Regions from separate parts of the Mus musculus genome. Here regions 1 and 3 are each linked to region 2. The links are chromatin contacts, called in public Hi-C and HiChIP or PLAC-seq maps. All regions are on one chromosome and are shown on one strand. Each heading gives the region's core, a stretch centred on a gene start, on an enhancer-like site or on the middle of the called end of the contact. The rest is flanking DNA. Distances are from core to core; before and after follow the strand shown.

The links. Hi-C and Micro-C count contacts between places; a contact is called where the count stands out from the background. HiChIP or PLAC-seq counts read pairs in DNA pulled down with a chosen protein or histone mark.
Region 1: a Hi-C map of myocytes shows a contact between it and region 2, with 5 times the contacts expected there. The contact joins the promoter of Igf1 here to the enhancer-like site in region 2. A contact is called at or near these places in 20 of 39 promoter capture datasets (the 3T3-L1 cell line, the C10 cell line, the HPC-7 cell line and 13 more), 2 of 15 datasets of contacts at CTCF or cohesin (the NIH/3T3 cell line and embryonic stem cells), 104 of 484 Hi-C or Micro-C datasets (B cells, the BV-2 cell line, the C3H10T1/2 cell line and 59 more), 16 of 115 datasets of contacts at active chromatin or transcription factors (CD4 single positive thymocytes, VIP interneurons, acute myeloid leukemia and 12 more) and 5 of 9 other capture datasets (adipose tissue, embryonic stem cells, liver and 2 more).
Region 3: a contact with region 2 is called in an H3K27ac HiChIP or PLAC-seq map of VIP interneurons, with 5 times the contacts expected there. The contact joins two enhancer-like sites. A contact is called at or near these places in 2 of 484 Hi-C or Micro-C datasets (pre-pro-B cells and uterus), 2 of 115 datasets of contacts at active chromatin or transcription factors (VIP interneurons and acute myeloid leukemia) and 1 of 9 other capture datasets (embryonic stem cells).

Annotation. Positions count from the first base shown.
Region 1 is chr10:87,857,188-87,860,613 of GRCm38.p6, forward strand. Igf1 (insulin-like growth factor 1) reads left to right here and starts at 1,865. Exons shown (of 4, transcript NM_001111275.2): 1 at 1,865-2,225. The coding sequence starts at 2,163. The region is part of intron 1 of Igf1os (a long non-coding RNA gene); the gene reads right to left.
Region 2 is chr10:88,319,893-88,323,290 of GRCm38.p6, forward strand. Dram1 (DNA-damage regulated autophagy modulator 1) reads right to left here. Exons shown (of 7, transcript NM_027878.2): 7 at 2,912-3,398. It also overlaps a transcript of Washc3 not described here. Among named protein-coding and RNA genes, the nearest start is that of Gm51779, 15 kb to the right of the region's middle. Within about 2 kb of position 1,374, at least 55 of the 459 cell types and tissues checked have an H3K27ac peak or open chromatin away from gene starts, as enhancers often do. A contact at or near this core is called in the N1E-115 cell line, VIP interneurons, acute myeloid leukemia and 11 more, where this site is marked.
Region 3 is chr10:87,819,980-87,823,161 of GRCm38.p6, forward strand. No RefSeq gene overlaps it. Among named protein-coding and RNA genes, the nearest start is that of n-TKctt21, 8.4 kb to the right of the region's middle. Within about 2 kb of position 1,277, at least 3 of the 459 cell types and tissues checked have an H3K27ac peak or open chromatin away from gene starts, as enhancers often do. A contact at or near this core is called in VIP interneurons and uterus, where this site is marked.

The DNA of each region.
Region 1 (3,426 bases), core at 615-3,114, 460 kb before region 2:
CCCTCTCACACACACACACACACACACACACACACACACACACACCATCTCCATAAGTTGTCATAAATCAAGCACTCAATGATAGCCTGTTAGTGGAAGCCTTGGGTTACTGTATGTGCAAGGGATTGCCCACAACTGCAGATATGGCAGGACCACCTGATGATGCCACACTTCTGTGTGTTCTCAGAGTCAGTCCTACCCACAGGAACTTCCCAGCCCCGTGCCCTTCACATAGCATTCTCTCCTTCCCCATCTCCATTTCCAAAAAGCTTTCACTTCCTGCCTCCCTGAGAGACTGCGGCCCCCTCCCACCACTCATAAGTCTTCACGCTTCAGATACTCAACAGACGTCAGGAACGTGTGTCTCTCCCTGCCTGTTGCATGCTCCTTTTTGCTTTACCAGAGGTGTGTCTAATCAAGTACATAGTAGGTGCTGTCATCACATGATTCCTTCATCAAGTGATACCTAGCATCACCCACCACTGGAACAGTCTCACACCAGGTTTCTAATGTTCCTGTCTGAAAGGTAAACACTGCTGTGAAGTATTGACCACACAGAGGGTTGGAAAGAGCCCAAGCCCCTTGCAAAACCAAACTGGTTTCATTTGAGGACAATCACCACATCCCCAAGCAGGTTTCTATCCATGGGGCAGCGTAAAGAGGCAGTGTAGAGTTTCCAACTGGCCTCTGTCTCCACCGATGTGTCAGTACCTTCAAATCCCCCTGAGAGTCCGAGAGAGTAAGAGACTGAGGCAAGTCTGGCTCATTTCCATCTCCCCTGGGAAAGCACACCTGGAGAGATATCCGTGGAAAGCATGCAGCGTCTAATCTGGGCTTTTGTAACCTTCTTTCATAATTCACTTTCTTATCTACTGCCTCTGAAAGACCACTGAGAAATAGGTACAAACCGTATCAACAGAAGATCAGAACTCCATTCCCTGTGGCAAAGGCGAGTTTATACATTATAAATAGCAGAAGCAGCCGGCTTGAACCATGCTGCCAGCCACTTACCCAGTTGAGGGATTTGAATGACATCATAACCCTGGAGAGAGTATTGCTAGCCAGCTGGTATTATTTGGAATACACACTCAGACACAGACACAGACAGACACACACACTTACACACACACACATATGCATGCATGCACACATACACACAACTGTGTCTCACACACACACACACACACTCATTTATAGAGAACAATACAGCCAACGGGAAACAGTGTGTGCCTCCCATACTGCTTCCTTGGGGTCAAGGAGGTGACAGGCATCCAGCTTTGTTGAAAACTAGGATCATTTTATTTTTCAATCCATCCCAGATCTCAGCATAGCCTGATTCTCTGCACAAAGCATGACACAGTGTCCTGACAGGAGCCAGCCCACTGCTGCCTGGCCATCTATAGGTTTTAGGAAATGAGATCATTCCCCTTGCCTGGCAACTAGGACAAGGGTCACTCTATCCCCTCCACCTCCCCTTCCCCTGAGAGCTGCCTTTCGATCTAGTTTACCCTGGTCATTTCAGGGTTAACAGCATTGTGCTTCCTGGAGATAGTCTCTTCTTCCTTTTTTTGTTTTTTTTTTCCTTCAAATTTTGCATTTGCCCTAAAATATAAAGTTGCCCCCGTGTCCCACTTAGATCCTCTAATCCTGGTGAGGTGTATTAGCACACAAGTGTACCTTCAAACCCTGTGGAAAGTTAATCAGAGAACAGAGCCTATTTTTCTATGGCAGCCTCAGTATTTAATGTCTGCTAACCCTGTCAGAGACACACATTCTTTTAGGGGGGGGGGGGGTGAGTCTCTGTGCTCCAGTTTTTAAGAGCGAAGGTATGATGTTATTTGTCACGGTGCCCAAAAAAGTCCTTACTCGATAACTTTGCCAGAAGAGGGAGAGAGAGAGAAGGCGAATGTTCCCCCAGCTGTTTCCTGTCTACAGTGTCTGTGTTTTGTAGATAAATGTGAGGATTTTCTCTAAATCCCTCTTCTGCTTGCTAAATCTCACTGTCACTGCTAAATTCAGAGCAGATAGAGCCTGCGCAATGGAATAAAGTCCTCAAAATTGAAATGTGACATTGCTCTAACATCTCCCATCTCTCTGGATTTCTTTTTCGCCTCATTATCCCTGCCCACCAATTCATTTCCAGACTTTGTACTTCAGAAGCGATGGGGAAAATCAGCAGCCTTCCAACTCAATTATTTAAGATCTGCCTCTGTGACTTCTTGAAGGTAAATATCTCTTACTTTTTTTTTTTTTAACTCGTTGGAGAATTGTATTTAAACTGTGTACTGTTTTCTTCTGCCTAGAGTCTTTATTTGCTTTAGAATTTGCATTGTTTCAGAACTGGGGGTTATTTACAAATTGCTGAATGTGCAGTTCTGTGCGAGCTGTAAAAGGAGCTCCGGGGGATGAATGCATTTGCAGAGGTATCTGTACGGGTAGAAACTATTGCAAGGTACTTCTGCTAAAGCCTCCGCTTCCACAGGGCTTCCACACTGCCGTTTTAAGAGACTCCTTTAAATCTAGCCTATGGCTCGGGGCGAGAAAGATGACTATAAACTCGGGAGTGCTTCTCTCTCACAGGTGCAGGCGTTGGCTTTTTCAGAGCATGTTCTTGTGTCTGTGTCTATGTATGTGTGTGATTTGTCAGGACTTTATTTACGAGGCATGTCACAGATTAAAAGTTACATTTTAGATGATAGGAAGGCTTTTAAAAAATGCTTTTTTCTTTCTTTTTTTTTGGAGCCAAGAATCGGGAATTCTTTGCACTTCTGCCCAGAAAGTCAAAGTTAGGGGAAGTTTAATTTGCTTTTCTGTAAAAGCTCTTAGACAACTTGCTGTCTTTGCATATTCAGAAATTTTAAACAGATACAGGCTGTGCTCAGAAAGCAGGAGCTTACTGGCGGCTGCTTGTCCAACTTTTCTCTTTGGAAGGGGACTTTCGTGACTGAGCTGGGGTTTGAATTTTGGTTTAAGGCTCTGCTCTTAGACTCACCGCGCGGCGCGGCAAGGCAAAGCCTCTTTAGGTGAATCGGCTGCTGCTTGCCCCTGCTGCTGCTGTGCTGCCTCTGTCACTTGCCTCTGGCTCTGTCGCTCGCCCCTGCCGCTGCTGCTGCTGCTGCTGCTGCTGCTGCTGCTGCTGCTGCTGCCGTTTGCCCCTGCCGCTGTCTATGTTCTGCCTTCTCCTTTTGATCACTGGCCCTACTTCAAGTTTCCATTCTCAGCAAAATTATATCCTTCCAGACTTGTGTTTTTTCAATTTGCAAGCACTTCTAAGCCGCTGTCACCGGCTCCTTGGAGGCAGTTGCCGGAGGGCTTAATTCATAAAAGATCCCAGTCAAAGAGTGCAGCGGGTTTTTTTTTGTGCTGCATTCAAATGCTTCATCGCTATGAGTTTTTCTTAGGCAAGTAAGTGGCTTGGGACTTCGG
Region 2 (3,398 bases), core at 124-2,623:
CTATTCTGATTTGTTTTAACAGGGTCTCATTACATACCCAGCCTAGAACTCACTATCACGAGCAGGCTAACCACAAACTCATGGTCCCCCTAACTCAGCCTCCCAAGGACTAGGATTACTGTAACCGTCATTCCTGTTTTGTTTTGTTTTGTTTTTTAATTAAGTTCCAGCCTTCCCCCCTCCCCTTGCCTTTTTCCTAATATTTACAAGTGCTTGATCATATTCACCCTCTCCCCACCCCCTCATGATCCACCCCTCCCCCACTCATCCAATTATTATTATTATTATTTTTTACCCATCAAGCCCAACTTACGCAGCATATATTCTTGGGTGTGTGGCCTTCCAGTGAGGTTGCTTGACTCACCAGGGGAGCCACTCTTAAAGAAAAATGACTCTCCTTCTCCCTGCAGAGATCAATTGCCAATAGCTCCCCAGCTATGGGTGGGATTTCACATCTGCTTCCCCTCCTTTCCTTCTCTGGGCTGAGACTTAATTCTGAAGTCTTACCTTTAGGGAAAGGGGTAAAGTGAATAGATGGAGACATTGCAGAGTAAGTTGGCTTCCCAGGGCATACATAGATGCTATTGCGAGGCTTACACTGGTAATAGATTATTGATTCAAAACATTTAAGAGCAAATAGTTCAAAGAACTAGGAGCATACACGACCAAATCCCACCTACCTTAGAATTTTTTTTCTGACCATATAGTGAGCAGCAGAAGGTCACAGAACTGTCATTGGCAAGACCCCAGCTTACAGCTACAATGTCAGAACTGTATCTTGAACTGGGTATAATGGCTCACATCTGTAACCTCAGCGTTTGGAAAAAAACAGGATTGCTGCAAGTTCAAGGCTAAAAAGTTAGGTTCAGGCCAGCCTGGGTTCCAGAATTAGATCCTATTTCCTTAATGGATCTTTCCTATCAGAGAGCAGCAATCCACTTCTAATGAAAAAGTACAGAGGTGGAACCCGCTCGGGGTTGGAGGAGCATACCAAATTGCTTGCTGAGAGGGAGTGCCTATGTCACAGGCTTCCCAAGGCACCTCTGGGCAAGCACCCTGGCCTCAGCCTCATAGAGTGCCAGTATCTGCTTCCAGCCTTTGCAAGCATCGACCTTGGAGGTCGCTGCCATCTCCAATACAAGCTTGGGGTTCTGTTGCCCTTCGTTTTAGAATATGAATCTGCTGGGGGTGACCAAGGGGAGCCAGCAGCTTCCCCTCCGGGGCCCCAGTGCGGTTGCTCTCTTGTGCAATCGACATGAGGCAGATGCATGACATTCTGGACTTGAGAATGTGGGGTATTCAGAGCCAGACCAAGCGTATGTGTGTGGGTAGACAGCTGGCTTTACCAGCTTGCCAGAATCAGGGAGAGGGAGAGGATCGGAGACCACTTATCTCCCTCCCACCCCACCCCCCTCATTCCAAGCTTAAACACCAGACCAGTATGTCTCCAAGCAAGACAGAAAAGAAGGGGGGAGGGGGGAGAACACGGGACAACGCCACATGTAAGGGATGTTAGGAAACCCAAACACAGTTCGGCACTGATGTACTTAATTTGGTTTATAAAATGCAATTTGCAATTTCTGTGGAATCCTCTGTTAGTGTTAAAAGGGAAAACAAAGGGGGTCAGTTGAATAGGATCAGGAAAACAGAGTCGGGACTGGAAGCTGTCGCCATCATCTGACTGGAGTCTGTCACCATCAGGCTGGAGACTGCTCGCAGGTCTCTGGACAACTCTGTTAGTTTCCTCATCTGAAAAATGTGATCACTGCCTAGTCAACTTTACAGAGGTTGGATAGAAACGTAGGAGCCTCAGCTTACATGTTAACAAAAGGCATATGTGTTACTGAAATGACTTATTTTTGATCTGAAAGATTACTAGTGAGTATAGCTTGGTTTGCTCTCAAAACAACTTGGGCCTTTGTTTACCTGTCCACGGCCTGCTTGCTACAACCTTTCTCCAGAGGAGACCTTTACCCAGCATCAACCCACAGATTTTGGACGATGCTGACTGAGCCTTTTTTTAGACATGTAACCAATCAGAGCAGACCCGACAGCCACATGACCTGAGCCAACCAATCAGGGAGCGAAGTTTCAAGTCTGACCATTTTGGTGGAACTACTGTTTATTAGAGGTTGTTATTCTCTCTCCTCTCTGGAACAGGCTGCGGACTTAAGAGTTCTAGAAGCTTCCTCACTCCTCCAGAGGAAAGGCTGCCTAAAAACAGTAATCAGGAAGAAAACAGGGCAGCAGATGAAGTCCCGGTAGCACCCTTTGGTCCTGCAGTCCCTAACATCAGTTCTGCACCTGAGATCTGATGCTCTGGTCGTTGGGCAGAAGTGGATTTCTGAAGCCTGTACCCCCAGGAGTCTTGACTGATACAAAATTCTGAAACAGTCTGAGAATCCACAAAGATGAGCCGATCCTGTCCACATACAACACTGCGTGAACTAAGAAAAGACAAGGATTAAGCCACATCTTTATTTGTGTGTGTCTATCTCTGTGTATCTGGGGTGTACACATATGTGTGCATGCAAAGGCCAGAGGGTATCAGGTGTCAGCTTCTTATCACACTGTCTTATTTCCTAGGAACAGGACCTCTCCCTGAACCCGATGCTCTCTTGTTTCTCTGCGAGGCTGCCTGACTAGCTGGCCACGGGGATCCTCCCGACTCCCGGTCCCCTCTCAGCACTGGGGTGGCAGGGTCCATTGACACATTCGGCTTTTATATGAGTGCTAGAGAGTCAAACTCAAGCCTTTACGCTTGAGCAGTGAGCGATCCCAACCACTGAGTCATCTCCCCAGGTCAAGCCCTACCCTTACAACCAACATCGAGCAATCCAGAACCAGCCCAGATAACTATACTTCACAACAGCCCCCAGGTGACGGCTTATAATGCAACCGAGACAAATTACTAAAATAAAGAAATATTTTATTTTACTTTCTCGGGTACAAAGTCCAAGGAAATACATATTTGTAGAAATTAAAAATAACACCAAAACAGGGATAAAACTAGAAGTCGCATGGAATCTGCAGAGTGTGATTTGGGGGCCTCCTCGGTTTGCCAAGACAGGTTTAGCCCATGTAACAATTTCTGTGCTATCTGTCCAGGAGAGAGTTGTCACACAATCATGAAGCTCACACAGCTGGAACAGGTGGAAACGAGAATAGTTCACAAAGCAAAACAGACAACATTACTAATTGGCACAGACTAGCTGTTGACCTTAGAATACCCGTGAACTAGAGTAAAAAAAACCCTTAGCACCTCAAACATCCCTAGTCGTTACTTGTTCATCCATTTATGCGTGCATACATTCAATGAGTATTTATTAAGCACCTATTGCATGCCACAAGGCACTGTGTTCCACTATGGGTAAAGGCACGTGGTCGGGTCTCCAGTG
Region 3 (3,182 bases), core at 27-2,526, 500 kb before region 2:
AAAAATAAAATTCCAGGCTTAAGCCAATAAATATTGCTTATCATATCCATTACCTTTATCACTATTTCCACAGACTATCTGACAAAAGCAAATTAGGGGATTAAGAGTTTATTTTGTCTGCCCTTGGAGCATTTGGTTTATCATGGGGAAGTCACACAGGGAAGGAAGAACCCGAGGCCGCTGCTCACACTGCATCCACAGCTAGGAAGAGCTAAGAGGAAACCTGGTCTGCCTTCTCTATCTTCAGCAGTATGCCCTTAACCCATTGGATGGTGCTTCCCACATCCAGGGCGGGTCTCCCCACCCAGCTACCACAACTTGGAAGCTCCTTCACCAATGATTTTTGATGGCGTCTTCTAGGTGATCCTAGATCCTTTATTCAGCTAACAACCAGGATTCACTGTCACAGGCTCCTACCTAGCCACTGTGATTGGTCCAGACGTGAGAGTCCTGAATTATCTCAAGAGCACTACAGAACTGCACCTCTCACTCTGGAGTGGAGTCATCTCTGTCTCCTCTCTTCCTTCATCCCTTCCCAGTCACTGGTTGGAAATAAGAAAGAAGAGTACCCTACCTACTACTGGCAAACACTTTCTAAAAATTCAAGCATACAACCCATAAACTAAAGATGATAATACAGACAGGAGAAACCTGAACTTGGTAACACTGTTGAACTTCTGGTTCAACTAAACCTAAAGCCTTCATACTACTGAACTTACTATAATAAACAAACAAACAATGTCAGTGTATTAGTTACTTCATGTTTATGTTACTTGAGATACAGCAAATTGATTCATACACTTTTTCTCAGTCCTTAGTTCAGTGAGCTCATGATTCTAGGCATGGCTCAGACTAGCTCCAGGGTATCTTCCACAGGTACATAATCTAGGAGTTGGTGGACAAGGACAGTGTAGACTACATTTTTAACACACTGAAGAACAATTCTTTTCTGGCTTCCACTTGTGCTGGCCCACATTTTTCTCTTCTTTCCAGACTGATCCCTGATGCATTCAGGGCAGGACAGAGGGCAGATCATTTATTACATGGAGTTGACGACAGGTGTGCTTGTGACCCATTGCCCCTGCCTCCTGCCTCTCCTTCTGGGTCCCCCACCCCCCTCAGCTGCTTCTTCCCACTTCTGATGCACTGGACATTAGGTAGCATCTATCCCCATGGAATCAGTATCCATCAAACCTCCTCTACAGGACTAGAGATGAGAGCCAAGAGACAGCTGTGGCCACCACCTGTTTTGACTGTTTGAGGTTGTTTTTCTAGACTCCCATGGTGCATTTCTCCATGGAGTGGCATTTGAATGATATTAGTGATGCCCACAGTTGATGTGGTACAGAGCTCTGCAGTGCCCTCGCATCACAGAAGCTCGGCACTGATGCAAACACTCATGTAAGCCCTGTTTTCCACATGAGGTAATGGACCAAGGGAGGGGAAATAATTTGCCAAAGTCCACACAGCTGGTGAACGAAGCCCCTATTTCCTGGATCATAGGAAATAAAGGTAGAAAAAAATGGGTCCTGTGATTTATTTTGGTTTAATTAAACCAGTCTTTTCTAAAAGTTTCAATGAAAAACAATAGATATGAAAATGAACCTGACCAAACAGTATGAGAAACAAAAGCTACTTGAGCTGGTCCCGACCCACTTGCTTGTTGCATCCAGCCTTGCATGGATTACCAGTTCTGGAACATTTTTGCAAAAAAAAAAAAAAATCCTCTTCAAATGTGCCAAAAGAAATAAATTAGTTAATTTTTTAAAAGCCCTTTCTCCTTTCAAGCTATCTCCTCCTCCCTCCTTTCTTCTGCAAGGCAACATCTCTTGTCCTCTGCTTGGCTCCTGAGTGTGGCTCCCTTCCTTCACCCCGGGACCTCTTCACCCCTTCTTAGAGAATGGCAGGTGCCCATTGCCAACTTCCACATGGCCCTTGCCACACAATCACCGAGGACAGCGCAGCTGCCTGAATGTTGTAAAGAGAAAAGAGTGGGAGAGAAAACCTGAAGAGCAGAAGTTTCTCGAATAATCATTGCAGTCATTCTTCCAGCCTGCCTGAGGTTTCACTATAAATCTCGAGTTCTGCCTCGGTCTGACATGTCAGGGTGAACTTTTCAGCTGGACAGTTAAATAAATGTCCAAGGTCACTGGCAAGGACGGATGCTCGCAAGGCTCTGTTCTGGAACTTTCCAAGTGAAGACAGCCCCACCCCCACGTGTTAATTTAAGGTTCCGCCCTTTGTTCTGCTTAACTTCGGTGGTTTGAATCTCAGTGAGGTTCTCTCAAAGAAACCCTAAGATAAAACCTTTGAAACAGAGCCTTTCCAGTGCATCAAAGGGTCTCCCAAGCATGGCTCTGTCTGCCAGCACTGCAAGGTCCTGCGTGCTACAAATCCAAGCCCATCTTACATCTCTTCATCAAATACCTCAACAGCATCACCCTGGTACAGTGAGTGTGACAAATTCTTCCTAAAGATGGACTGGACTTGGCCAGGGGATTAGAGAGTCACTGTCAGGCCAAATCCAATGGTTTTCATGACAGACAAGGAAGCAAGGCTGGAGGTTAGGGGGAGCTAAGAATGTAACCAGGAGGCTCTTTGAAGCAGCCCTCAGTCCAATATGATTTTGAACTTGATAACTAAGTTCTCTCCTTTTCAGATAAGGCATAAACACAAATTCTAACAATTGTTTTAGAGCGCTCGCCCTTCCCTTCCTCCAACACCACCCTGATGCTCTCTTCCATGCATTTTGAACATGCACTTTTGTCCCAGACTAGGCATCTGGGACTCTATAGTCGCACCATGTGTGGGCTAATATTGTTTGAGCATGAGCGGGACTATAGAATATCTCTGTAATCTCAAGGAACCCATGCTTGGTTCATTCATGGGGCTACCTGGTAGGCATCAACCAGTTCAAGAGAGAAAAGCTATGATTTGGTCATGGGTCCATCAGTAGAAGCCTGAAGAATAGGATTGTTGGAAATGTTTTCTTCTCTCCTCTTTTCTACTGATATTTATGATTTCACAAGATTTGAGGCATTAATTACTCTACGTTATTTCTTGGCCCTATGCTGTGTCCTGGCAATGTTGTTGGCACTTTGTATTTATTAGCGAAGACCCTTCTGCCTGGGATGTTTGTTGGAGCAATAAATACAAACTGTAATGATAAGGGAGACAGAGTA